Regions from separate parts of the Zea mays genome. Here regions 2 and 3 are each linked to region 1. The links are chromatin contacts, called in public Hi-C maps. All regions are on one chromosome and are shown on one strand. The core of a region is the stretch at or near the end of the contact, and the rest is flanking DNA. Distances in the headings are between cores, read along the strand shown.

Evidence for each region. A called contact is a pair of places that touch in the nucleus more often than the background predicts.
Region 2: a Hi-C map of tassel shows a contact between it and region 1, with 6 times the contacts expected there. The contact joins the promoter of LOC100282147 here to the promoter of LOC100192718 in region 1. A contact is called at or near these places in 6 of 25 Hi-C or Micro-C datasets (bundle sheath, ear, leaf and 2 more).
Region 3: a Hi-C map of leaf shows a contact between it and region 1, with 3 times the contacts expected there. The contact joins the promoter of LOC100278900 here to the promoter of LOC100192718 in region 1. A contact is called at or near these places in 4 of 25 Hi-C or Micro-C datasets (ear, leaf and tassel).

What each region holds. Positions count from the first base shown.
Region 1 is chr3:23,361,623-23,365,209 of Zm-B73-REFERENCE-NAM-5.0, forward strand. LOC100192718 reads right to left here and starts at 1,517. Exons shown (of 15, transcript NM_001358541.1): 1 at 1,134-1,517; 2 at 283-675. The coding sequence starts at 471.
Region 2 is chr3:23,561,457-23,565,137 of Zm-B73-REFERENCE-NAM-5.0, forward strand. It overlaps LOC100282147 (nuclease PA3), which reads left to right and starts at 2,268. Exons shown (of 9, transcript NM_001155059.2): 1 at 2,268-2,673; 2 at 2,804-2,978; 3 at 3,099-3,203; 4 at 3,290-3,345; 5 at 3,455-3,538; 6 at 3,640-3,681. The coding sequence starts at 2,437.
Region 3 is chr3:23,120,231-23,123,806 of Zm-B73-REFERENCE-NAM-5.0, forward strand. It overlaps LOC100278900, which reads left to right and starts at 1,473. Exons shown (of 1, transcript NM_001152027.1): 1 at 1,473-2,150. The coding sequence starts at 1,547. The coding sequence ends at 1,858.

The DNA.
Region 1 (3,587 bases), core at 267-2,766:
CAATTCCTAAATAAAACAATGAGGCGGGTGCAGAAGCATAGTGATGTTTGACATTAATCTTTCCCTGAAACCTTGAGCACTTTTCACAACCTAATGGGCAGATCAGGACATCATTATCAAGAAAGGGTGTCGTGCTAAGTTACAAATCATCATCTCAAAAGCCCCTTTCAGGTACTATGCTTGGACTATTCTACCAATTCAGAATGGTATCGAAGAGATTGAGAAGAATCCATCACAATCCCAGAACAAATTTAGATGAAATAACATGACAGAAATGCATACCTGAATGGTTGCCCAAACGGCAGCAGCGAGGGGAACCCAGTTCGAGAATGGCACAACCCACCGTTCGATGAACCACGCAAAGAGGCCAAGCGGGATCAGGAAGGGCAGCAAAGGTTGCTCCACCATGACCTGGTTAAAGAACTCCCGAGCATCCCGGCCATACAGTTTCTTCAGCTTCTTCTTCACCATGGCTCCTCCCTTGTATCTTTAGCTTCAGCCTTCAGCAACAAACTCCTTTCTGACCTCTCTTGTAGGAGACACCTTAACCTTGGTGAGTCGTGGAGATACCTTTCCAGCTTTATGCTTTTGTTCCCACTTGATCCTGAGCTCCTGTCACCATAGTAGCCCACTCCATCTCCCCTTTTGCACCTGTAGTAATAGGTATCTGTCCACCTACAATTCAGGCCGAATTAATACCCACGAGAAGAGCGACACCTAAGAAAATGCATGAGATGAGTGTGACATATTGCCCCCACACTTATTTAGATTTTTCCCATCCCAGCTTCTAGAGAGAGGACCAGGAAATTCCAATCCTATCGTGTTGACTTTTCTAATGCCGGGCATGAACGAGAGATTCACCTTGACAATATTTTCAGCCTAGTCAGCAGGTTAATTATATCACAAGGAATAGCTGTCCTTTGGTACTGGTATATAGTAGATCACATAAAGAAGGAAATCTACATAACGAACGGAATCAAGAACAACTGAATTGACTGCCCAAAAAAGGACTTGCCCGTAACGCTTAAACTGCAGGCAAGTTTGTTGGTCAACGATCAGATTTAGGCATATCTGAACTCCATGTAATTAGCAAACTAATAAGAAGAAAGGCGGCTTTCGGGAAGGGAACGAACCAATGGTGCGAGGCCGGTGTTGTAGATTCCTGTAATAGCCCCCGAGACACCTACCTTCTTTAGCAACCAGCTCGCCGCAGACGCGCCTGGGGGTCTCGTTTGGGAGCTAAAACCCAAGTCCCGGAACCAATCACAAGGACGGCTACTGCCGACAGAGCCTTCTTTGCCTAAATACCACTCGGCAGGTCCTAGAACCCGAAGCAGTCGACAAAGATCAAACTTTTGCAGGTTTGGAGTGGTTCCGCGATCCAAGAAAAGGTTTGGAGCAGTTCCGCGATCCAAGAACCGGGAGCAAGAAACAAGCGGAGGGTTCTACTGGTGGGATCGAGGAGGATTGGAAATTTGGAACTGGGAGGGAGGAGTCGGGTCGGGTGGGCTTCGGGCAACACCAATGTTGGAAGGCGTCAAACTTTGGAAGTCACCACTCACCAGTGTCGCTTGCCCCAGCCGCGTGCAGCGTGCTGCCGTACTCGCAGTCGCAAACGTTTCTTTGATAGGTTTGGTTAGACGATAGGCGCTAGTTGACCGCCTCAGCGAGTCAGAGTCAGAGTCCTACATACCCTCAAAATGTAAATGGTACAGATTGTATCAGTAATTAAATTTAATCTGTCTAGAGGTTTAGGGTTCCGTTAGAGCATCTCCAAGAGAGGACTTAAGTCGGGTCCTATATTCAAATATAGGAGTTAAAATCTCAAAATAGCTTCCAACAAAATTGTTATTTTATAAATTTCTATCAAATAAATATAGCACCCGAAGTCACAGTTGCTAAATATAGCACCCCAGTCAGGGGACTTATTCATGTGCGTCTAATCTCACGGAGTTAACTACCACATGGGTTTAGGAGTGAGTTTAGGAGTTGTTGTTGTAGTTGATAAAAAATTGTTGATCCAAGTTAACTTGAATCAGGTCCAATTTAGCTTTTGAGACCCTAATTATAAGAGTTTCTCTTGGAGATGCTCTTAGTGGTGGATTAAACAGGATTGGAAGAAAAAAATATATTTAGAAAATATGAAAATAAATATAAAACGAGTAATATTGGTCCGAATCAGATCTGACTATATCCTAGCCGTAAAATGAAGAAGAGCACCAGCTCTCCGGATTCGCTAAAAATAGTTATACTATATAAAAATTTATCTAAATAATCTAGATTTATTTATCAAAATAATGAATCTAAGATCACGTTTTATTATTTCGGCTCAAGTTCCACCAACTTAAGTTTAGTGGATTTAGTAAAAAAATAGTCATCACTGCTACTTATTAAAAAACTAATAGGGTGCTCGTGCATTGCTACGACGACTTAAAAATTGACACAAAACAATAATATGTTATATAATTACAATCTGATTGATGATTTTGTACCTAACAAACAACACATTCTCTAATAGAATATATTGATGCCTACAATATATATGAGTGTCCTGAGGCCCCTAATACGTTGTGCAAAATGCCTTTCTGTCTGCAGGAAATCAGATTCGGCAGTGAATGAGTATGGGCATTCGATGGCTCTATCACCAGAGAAGAGAAGGGTAGATATTACGCAACGAGGGCTTCACCATTCGATGAAACATGTTCAACTTTCGTATCATAACTAAGGAGAACTTGTCACAGCCGGTTTTAGAAGGCAGAACAAATGTGAACCATGTACGTGTCAGGATCAGAACTCATTTGCATAGTAATTACATAAATGACTCATTATAGCACAATGCTTTGAATAATAATAAAGAGTAAGTAATGATATTACAGATTAGAGTCATTTACATAATATATATCAAAGTACACAGAATAAAAATATAGTTGTCTGTGTTTCGAACCCGGGGGGTCCCTGGACCGACGAGTAAATTATCGCCGCGTGCCCCAGCCCAGATGGGTCGGCGCGAGACGGAGCGCGAAGGGGGGAGGCAGCCGGAGGGAGACGGGTGTGAGAGGTGGAACCCTGCGGCCTTCGTGTTTGTCCCGCGCCCTGGTCGGGTGCGCTTGCAGTAGGGGGTTACAAGCGTCCACGCGGGAGGGAGCGAGCGGCCTCACGCGAGCGCCGTCCCGTCCTTCCCCGCGCGGCCAACCCTCTGTAAGAGGGCCCTGGTCCTTCCTTTTATAGGCGCAAGGAAAGGATCCAGGTGTACAATGGGGGGTGTAGCAGTGTGCTAACGTGTCTAGCGGAGGAGAGCTAGCGCCCTAAGTACATGCCATCGTGGCAGCCGGAGAGGTTTTGGCACCCGGTTCGTGTGGTGTCGTGGCCGTCGGAGGAGCGCTGGAGCCTGGCGGAAGGACAGCTGTCGGGGCTGTCGAGTCCTTGTTGACGTCCTCTTGCTTCCGTAAGGGGGCTGAGAGCCGCCGTCGTCATAGAGCGTGCATGGCGCCATCATTACTTGTCTGGCGGAGCGAGCCAGATGGGACGCCGGTCTTGTTCCCCGTAGCCTGAGTCAGCTTGGGGTAGGGTAATGATGGCGCCTCCTG
Region 2 (3,681 bases), core at 1,018-3,517, 200 kb after region 1:
CGAAAGATCTATTTCAGAGAGGTCGGGTTCCTGCTCTTCTTCCAGAGCTATAATTTCCGGAGGATCGGATCCCTCTTCTCCTAGCGAAAACAAGCAATGAACAACACATCAACCATGATGGCTTAGTGGAGTGTGCCAAGTTTTAAATATTATTGTTTTGTGCTCTCTAATTTATTTAGACTATTTTTGGTGCATAAAATATCAATATATGCATTTATATATGAAAATAGGAAAAAGAAATGGGAAAAAGAAAAGGAAAAGGGATTTCCCTGCTAACTGGGTCGGGGGGGGGGGGGGTTCGGCCCAGCCGGGGCACGTGCGTGCGCGGCCGCGCAGGCGAGCAGCCCAGCCGGCCCACGAGAGAGGGGAATGGTGCGGGGACGGCGCCGTGGGCGCGGGCCCACGCGCCAGAGAGAGGAGGGGGTAACAGCGTCAGGGGGGAGAAGGGCGGTCCATGGCGGTGAGAACCGGTCACCGGTGAACCCGACGGCGGTTCCTCGCCGGTGGTCCGGTTCTACGTCGACGGAATGGTGGCAAAGCACGAGCGGAGGTAGGGGGTCACGGAGGTGGGGTCAATTTGGTCGGTGGACGCTCGAGATGGCCGGTCCACGGCGGGTGGCGGGCTCCACGGCGGTGAGATCGCCGGCGAGGCCAACGGGTGTAATAGGAGAGGGGAAAAAGGTGTGACGTGCTTGTGGTGATGTGGCACAGCTCAAGAGCTACACTAATTTGACTAGAACCCAACAGAGAGAGGAAGGGGGGGGTGCTCACCGGAGATGAAGATGACGACGACGCTGGCTCAATCGAGCTCGGGGGAGGGGTGTGGGGAGGCCGAGGCCGGTGTGAGGAGTTGGGGGAGCTCGGGGCGGTCCTTTTATAGGCGGCCGAGGGAGGGGGAGGAAGGGGAGGTGGCGAGCACTGGCGACGCTTGCCGTGGCGGTGATGATGGCGCATAGTGGTGGCGACGGGATGGCTCGGGCAGACGGGGTGACGGGATGGCTCGGGCAGACGCAAGGCGTCAAACCGAGCTGGTGAGCGCGATAATGGCGAGGCGATGGGGCGGGCGGTGGCCGGCGGCGAATGCGCCGATAGCCTGATCTCGGGCGAGGGGAGAGTGGCTGACAAGCGGGGCCCGCTTGCCAGAGGGAGAGCAGTCGCGAGGAAGCGAGAGCGAGCGCGGCTGATGGGTGGGGTCGGGTCGTCAGCGAGGGGAGGGGAGTGTGGCGTGGGCGCGAGAGGTGGGCCGCGTGGGCTATGCGCGGCGCGCGGAAGGGAGGGAGAGGGGGAGGGACTTGGGCTGGAATCGGCCCAGCCGGGGGGGAGAGAAGAGAAATTCCCTTTCCTTTTTCTTTTCCTATTTCCAAATCTATTTTACTTTCTCCTTTTCTATAATCTCCTTTTTCCTTTAAACAAATATTTATCTACATTTCTTGGGTGTCAAAATATTCTATGTGAGGTGCAACTAACAACCATAGTATATGCATATGATGAATGAAGTGTCTCATGAGGTGGGGGTCTTAGGAGATAATTAAGGGAGGGTTAGGAGTTTTAGGGTTTCTAACCTTGGGACCAAAATTGGGATTTTACACCCAGAGCCGTTGCCCTTGGGCTTGTGACGTCCTGGTTCGCCTGGAGAGCGGTGATCGCATCAGCCTCACGGCGGCGCGTAGCGTCAGTGCTCTGCTCAACGTTGTCTATGGTGGTCGTGGTTGTTGTGCCGTTGGCAGCCACGAGGGCACGGTAGCTATGAGCGGAAAGTAAGGTAGGATCGACTAAATGATACTATATCGGTTATCGAATATTTGTCGTCCGCTAGTTCAATTTTAAACTAAATGGCGACAAATAAAAAGAACGGAGAGTGTACATGAAAGAGAGAGTGGTTTTAGATAATGTTTGCCTTGATTGATTTATTATACATGTCACAAATATATAGTCAATCCTCTACCTGTTTATGGAAACAGATGGGGAGGGAGACATAATTATAGGAATCAATACAGGGAAATCCATGATCACAGGAGCAACTATGGAAGGTGCAAATCCTGTGAATGTACAGTTGTACAGTCAAACAGTATTTTGTCAGCTGGAGACTGCAGTTGTTTCCGGAAGCGACGGGCCTGATGGCGCTTTCAATTTGCGCAAACTTTCTTTTAAAAACCCAAAGATGCTGGCCGGCCTGCACGTTGTCGATTTCCTTTGAGAACGTGAAAGCTGGAGTGCTGATGCAGAACCAGAGGCATCAGCACGAAAGCGGAGAAAGCGAAAACCCCAAACGGACGCAGATTGCCGTTCATGATCCGGCTCTTTAAAATAACGCAGTAGAAACGGAGAGCGATCTGAACACGGTCTGCAGATTTCAACGAGGTGTGGTGTGAGCGCGATGAGCGTTCATGGCCCGTAATCCGACGGGATATCCGACATTTGTGCCGTATCCAGCGCATGCCGACAATCCGTCCGGAGATCCCTCTCCCTCTCTCTCATGGCATTCATGTTTTAAACCAACCAAGCCGCCTCTGCTGCTCCGATCCGTCTCCCTCTGTTCCAGCAGTCAGGATGGAGGCCGCCGCAACACTTCCGCCGCTGCTGCTCCTCATCCTCCTTGCTGCGACTGCGGTGCCGGCTCCGTCGCACGCATGGGGAGTCGACGGCCATCTCATGGTCTGCCAGATCGCACAGGCACGCGTGATTCTTTCTCACCACTGCACTATTGTTACAGTCTGCGAATCTGTACATTCTCCAACTCCTTTGCGTCCTTCTGTGCTGATACTGATACACATCCACTGCGTGCGATGCGAACGCTGCCCAGGGCCGTCTGAGTGGCGCGGCGGCCGCGGCGGTGAAGGACCTGCTGCCGTCCTACGCCGGCAACAACCTGAGCAGCCTCTGCTCCTGGGCGGACGACGTCAAGTTCAGGTACCCCTGGTCGTCGCCGCTCCACTACATCGACACCCCCGACGGCCTCTGCACCTACCGCTACGACAGTAAGCGGAGCGGCCACGCCACGCTACTCTCGTTCTGAGATTTCGAAACCATGAGTCCGATGAATCTGAAACGCAAGCCTCCTGTGCTCATCCTGCCGTCGTTCTCTGTTCCGTCATCAGGGGACTGCAAGGACGAGGACGGCGTCGAGGGCCGGTGCGTCGCGGGCGCCATCAACAACTACACCTCCCAGCTCCTCGCCTACCGGAGATCTTCACCCACTGAGTGTAATGTTGCTGCTCGCACTCGTATGCGCATTGCTCCAATTCTGGACAATTTTCAGTCGTAAACGTTGCTTTCTCTTGGAGCGCAGATAACCTAACGCAAGCGCTCCTCTTCCTCTCGCACTTCATCGGAGACATACACCAGGTAGTACAAACCGCAAAACAAGATTGTGATGTGTGTGATCAGATCAGCACCTTAGCTGATCGCTCAAGCTACTGTCTGCTCACACGACCACTGCCTGTGTAATTCATAGCCACTTCACGTGGGGTTCACCTCCGACAAAGGAGGGAACACCATTGACGTCCACTGGTACACAAGGAAGACTGTTCTACACCATGTACGTACGTCTGGTACTGGACACCGTCAGTCAGGATCCTGAAACCTGAAGGAACCTGAATGCTGCTGGGACGTGTTCTGTTTTCTGCAACCAATTGTCAGGTTTGGGACGCCAGCATCATCCAGACGGCCGAAGATGACTTC
Region 3 (3,576 bases), core at 223-2,722, 240 kb before region 1:
AGATGTTGTAGTTCATACACAGTCAAATTAAAAAAAACATTGTTACTTAATTGAGAGTAGAAGGAGCATTGAACTAATGCTGGAAGGACAATAAAACCGGTCTCGTTTCATAACAGTTTTATGTCATTAAATAGGTTGACATGGTACGGTATAGGATATGTGAGGAGAGAGAGATAATGAAGTTTCATGGGATGAAAATGAGTTTTATAGGATTAAAACTCACCTAAATTCAGAGACGTAGTCATGATTTTTATTTAGAGGGGCCAAGACATGTAACTATAGTTATAATGTGAATAAATAGAATATATGTATATATACAATATGCAATAGTCACTAGTCATAACAATTAACACATATATACACTAAATATATAGTAAATATTAACTTTTTATGAGCTAACTCTTTTATTTTAGCCATAGATATAAACTACAAAACAATTTTTCTTTTTTGTTAGGCCCGCTAGCCACCCTATCTACGCCACTACGTACCGACATTGTTTGCAATGCATAAAGCTTTAGAAACTAAAACATGAAACCTTCCACTGATAAGGTTCTCTCTTAGTTACTAAGGTCCTGTTCCAAACCTATTAGTTCAGCTTAGAATGAGTGAGCTAACGAATCAGCTAATTGGTAGTTATATATCTCAAATAGCTATTAGTTGCTAGCTGTTCCAACCCAACTAAAATCCGCTAACAACTTATTAGGTAACTAATAATTAGTTCTAGAGGTTTGGAACGGGACCTAAATAAGTCAATTACTAAAGTTATTTAAGTTATCTTATGGTACCAAATTAGCTAGTACCATTGAAAACACCACAAACTATATTTTGATATTGTACTTATTTGGTATCAAATATTCGTTTATTATTATTATTTTTGGTTAAGACAACTTTAGGAATTGGTTTATTTATTAGGAACAGAGGAAGAGGAAGACAGTAAGTAGTACTCTCTCCGTTTCTGATAGTTCGATTTTGCACTATCCAGCGACAACTAAAACGAAACGGAGGTAGTATTATTTATAATTACATTTGGAGAAAGGAGGAGTCGTCGTTGCACCAGAAGATCGAGGTGGTCCTGGAGATCTGGACTGGTGGATGGTTCCTGTATCTTGTTAAGACGCAGTCAGGCATGCATTGACCTATATAACCAGATACTTAACTGTGTAGGAACTTAATTTACAAGCGTGTTTTCTAGTTGGGCGTGACCAGGATCAGCAGGCCGGTACGCCCTCTGAAAGAGAGAGAAAGAAAGAAAGAAACAGACGACACCACGTCGTCACTTTCTCATACTAGTAGCCTGTACTAGTATATGATACTACCGAGCAAGTCCTCTTGGAGCGCTAGCTTGAGGCGGCATTACTCCTTGATTCCCGCTGCCCGCGCACATTATTTTGTATCGGTGCGGAGAAACGGAATGGCCATCAGCGGCGTGCAGGCGCAGCTGTTTTGCAGCTAATCCTTCTTCCTTCTTCCTCCTTCCTCCTGCTCCTCTCTCTGTCTCTGTCTCTCCCTTGCAGAGCTGGCTGAGAAAGAGCTAGCACAAACGTCGATGCAAGCGACGAATAAGAGACCGCAGAGAAGATACCCTGTGGCACCCATCGTCATGTGCCTGGTCCTGGCGTGGGCATCATGCCTCCACGGCGACGACACTAAATTATTAGCGGCCGCGGTTCCATTGCCGCGGCGTCCAGCAGCAACAAGCAGCGTGGCCGCCGCAGGGGGGATGCCCGTCGTCGTGGGCTACCGCCCGAGACCTCAAGCAGGCGCCGCCGCCGGCCGCTCAGCACCGCGTTCCACCGCCTGGATCGGAGACGACAAGCGCCAGATTCCAAGCTGTCCCGACGCTCTCCACAACAGGTAGGGTCGAAATCCAAGCACCCTGGCCTGGCCTGGCCTACCCCGTGCCCGTGGTAACCACTGCTTAATTAGAAGAGAGAGTGTGTGTGTGCGCGCGTCGCTATGTGTTTTGGTTGAATTAGTTCAAAAGTATCGTCATCTTACAAAGCTGCTGCAACAGTATGCAACGCTGAAGATCGGTGAGCAGAACCACGGTGGCTAGCTCGATCTCTTGTGCATCTCGCATTATGAAAAAAAGTGTGTCTTTCTGCGTTGTTTGATTCAATTTGTACATGTTCCGCCGGGAGATACTTTCACTTGTAGTAGCCATATATTTGCATGAGCTCAGGTTATCCACCACCACTGGGTGGGTGTTTTAGCTCAGTTGACATTATTGTCCACTGCAGCATGAATCCAAGATGAAGCTTTCGCACATGGTGCTATCGATCGTACGTTCTGTGTCTGTCTAGCTCTAGAGCGGTTACGTATCGTCAATGGTTAAGGTAGTGTTGGAACGGTTGGGACGATGGAGCAGCTCATTAATAGGAGTGGCTCCGTCCGAAAGATTTGAGGGAGCATGATGGTTTAGGATTTGAATATAACTTTTCAAGATCACTTTTTGTTCTCCATAGAACTAATTCAAACATCAATAAATTAGAAGCGGAGCGACTCATCTCACTATACTCTGAAACCAAACACTAACTAAAATACGTGTGTGCGGACCAGTATATTACGCATACTTATTTCACTGGGACAAGTCTTTAGCCAATAATTACTTTGTTAGTACTCCTACATATATAGTTTTTATTTGTATAAAAAACTCTTGCCTCATGCTTTTGAACCACACTGCTAGGACGAGCCTTTACACAGTATTCACGACGACATTCTGGAAATATTTTATTGACGAGTGGATCTGGTCACTGGCTCCAAAAGCTTCCTTTGGAGAGCCAGTAGCTGATGAGCTGCCACACAGACATTGACGCTCGATCTGAAACAGAAGTAGATTGGTGTTAATGCAAGCTGTATTGTGGTTGTGGACTCGATCGGTGGCCACGGCGGGTGTGGGCGTGGGCCTTGAGTTCAGTGGAGTTTGGGGTTCCTACAAAGAAGAGGCCATCATTTGCATCTTCGGAAGAAAAGAACCCTTTCTGGCGACCCGGTTCTGTTTGTTTGTTTGTTCGTTGGTTCGTTCTCATCCTCCTCTCAGAGCAGGCGCGCGCGCGGGATCCATCAACCATCATGTTGTTGTGGTCTCTAGCGCGCTTGTGTCTGCTTGCATGTTACTCGGGCGACTGTTGCTCACATGTACAAGGAACACCGCGTGCTTTGGACGGTGCTCTTAAATTGAGCGTCACTCAACTGCGGCCGCTGTCTTCTTGCACGGGAGCAATCGTGGACAGAACGATGTGAAGTTTCAGTGCCACGCCTGTAGGCTGGCTGGCCTTGATCGATCGGAGTTCTACGCTTAGGTACTGGTGCCAGCTGCCAGAGAGCAGCTGTTAGCTAGCTAGTACTAGTAGCTACCGTGCCATCTGTTTTCAACGCAAGCCGCAGTGTTTTCGCCAAGCGGCGACAGGCGGCTATCGCGTCTTGCGTTGGACCACCATGTTTCTTATCTTATTGCGTGCTGTCTCTGAATCTCTGAATCTAGAAACAGGTGCGGCTTCCGATAACAGAAAGGAACGCGGTGGTGCCTTTTGCAACTAGTGTCGCACACGCTTTTCTACTGCTAGTAAGGATGAT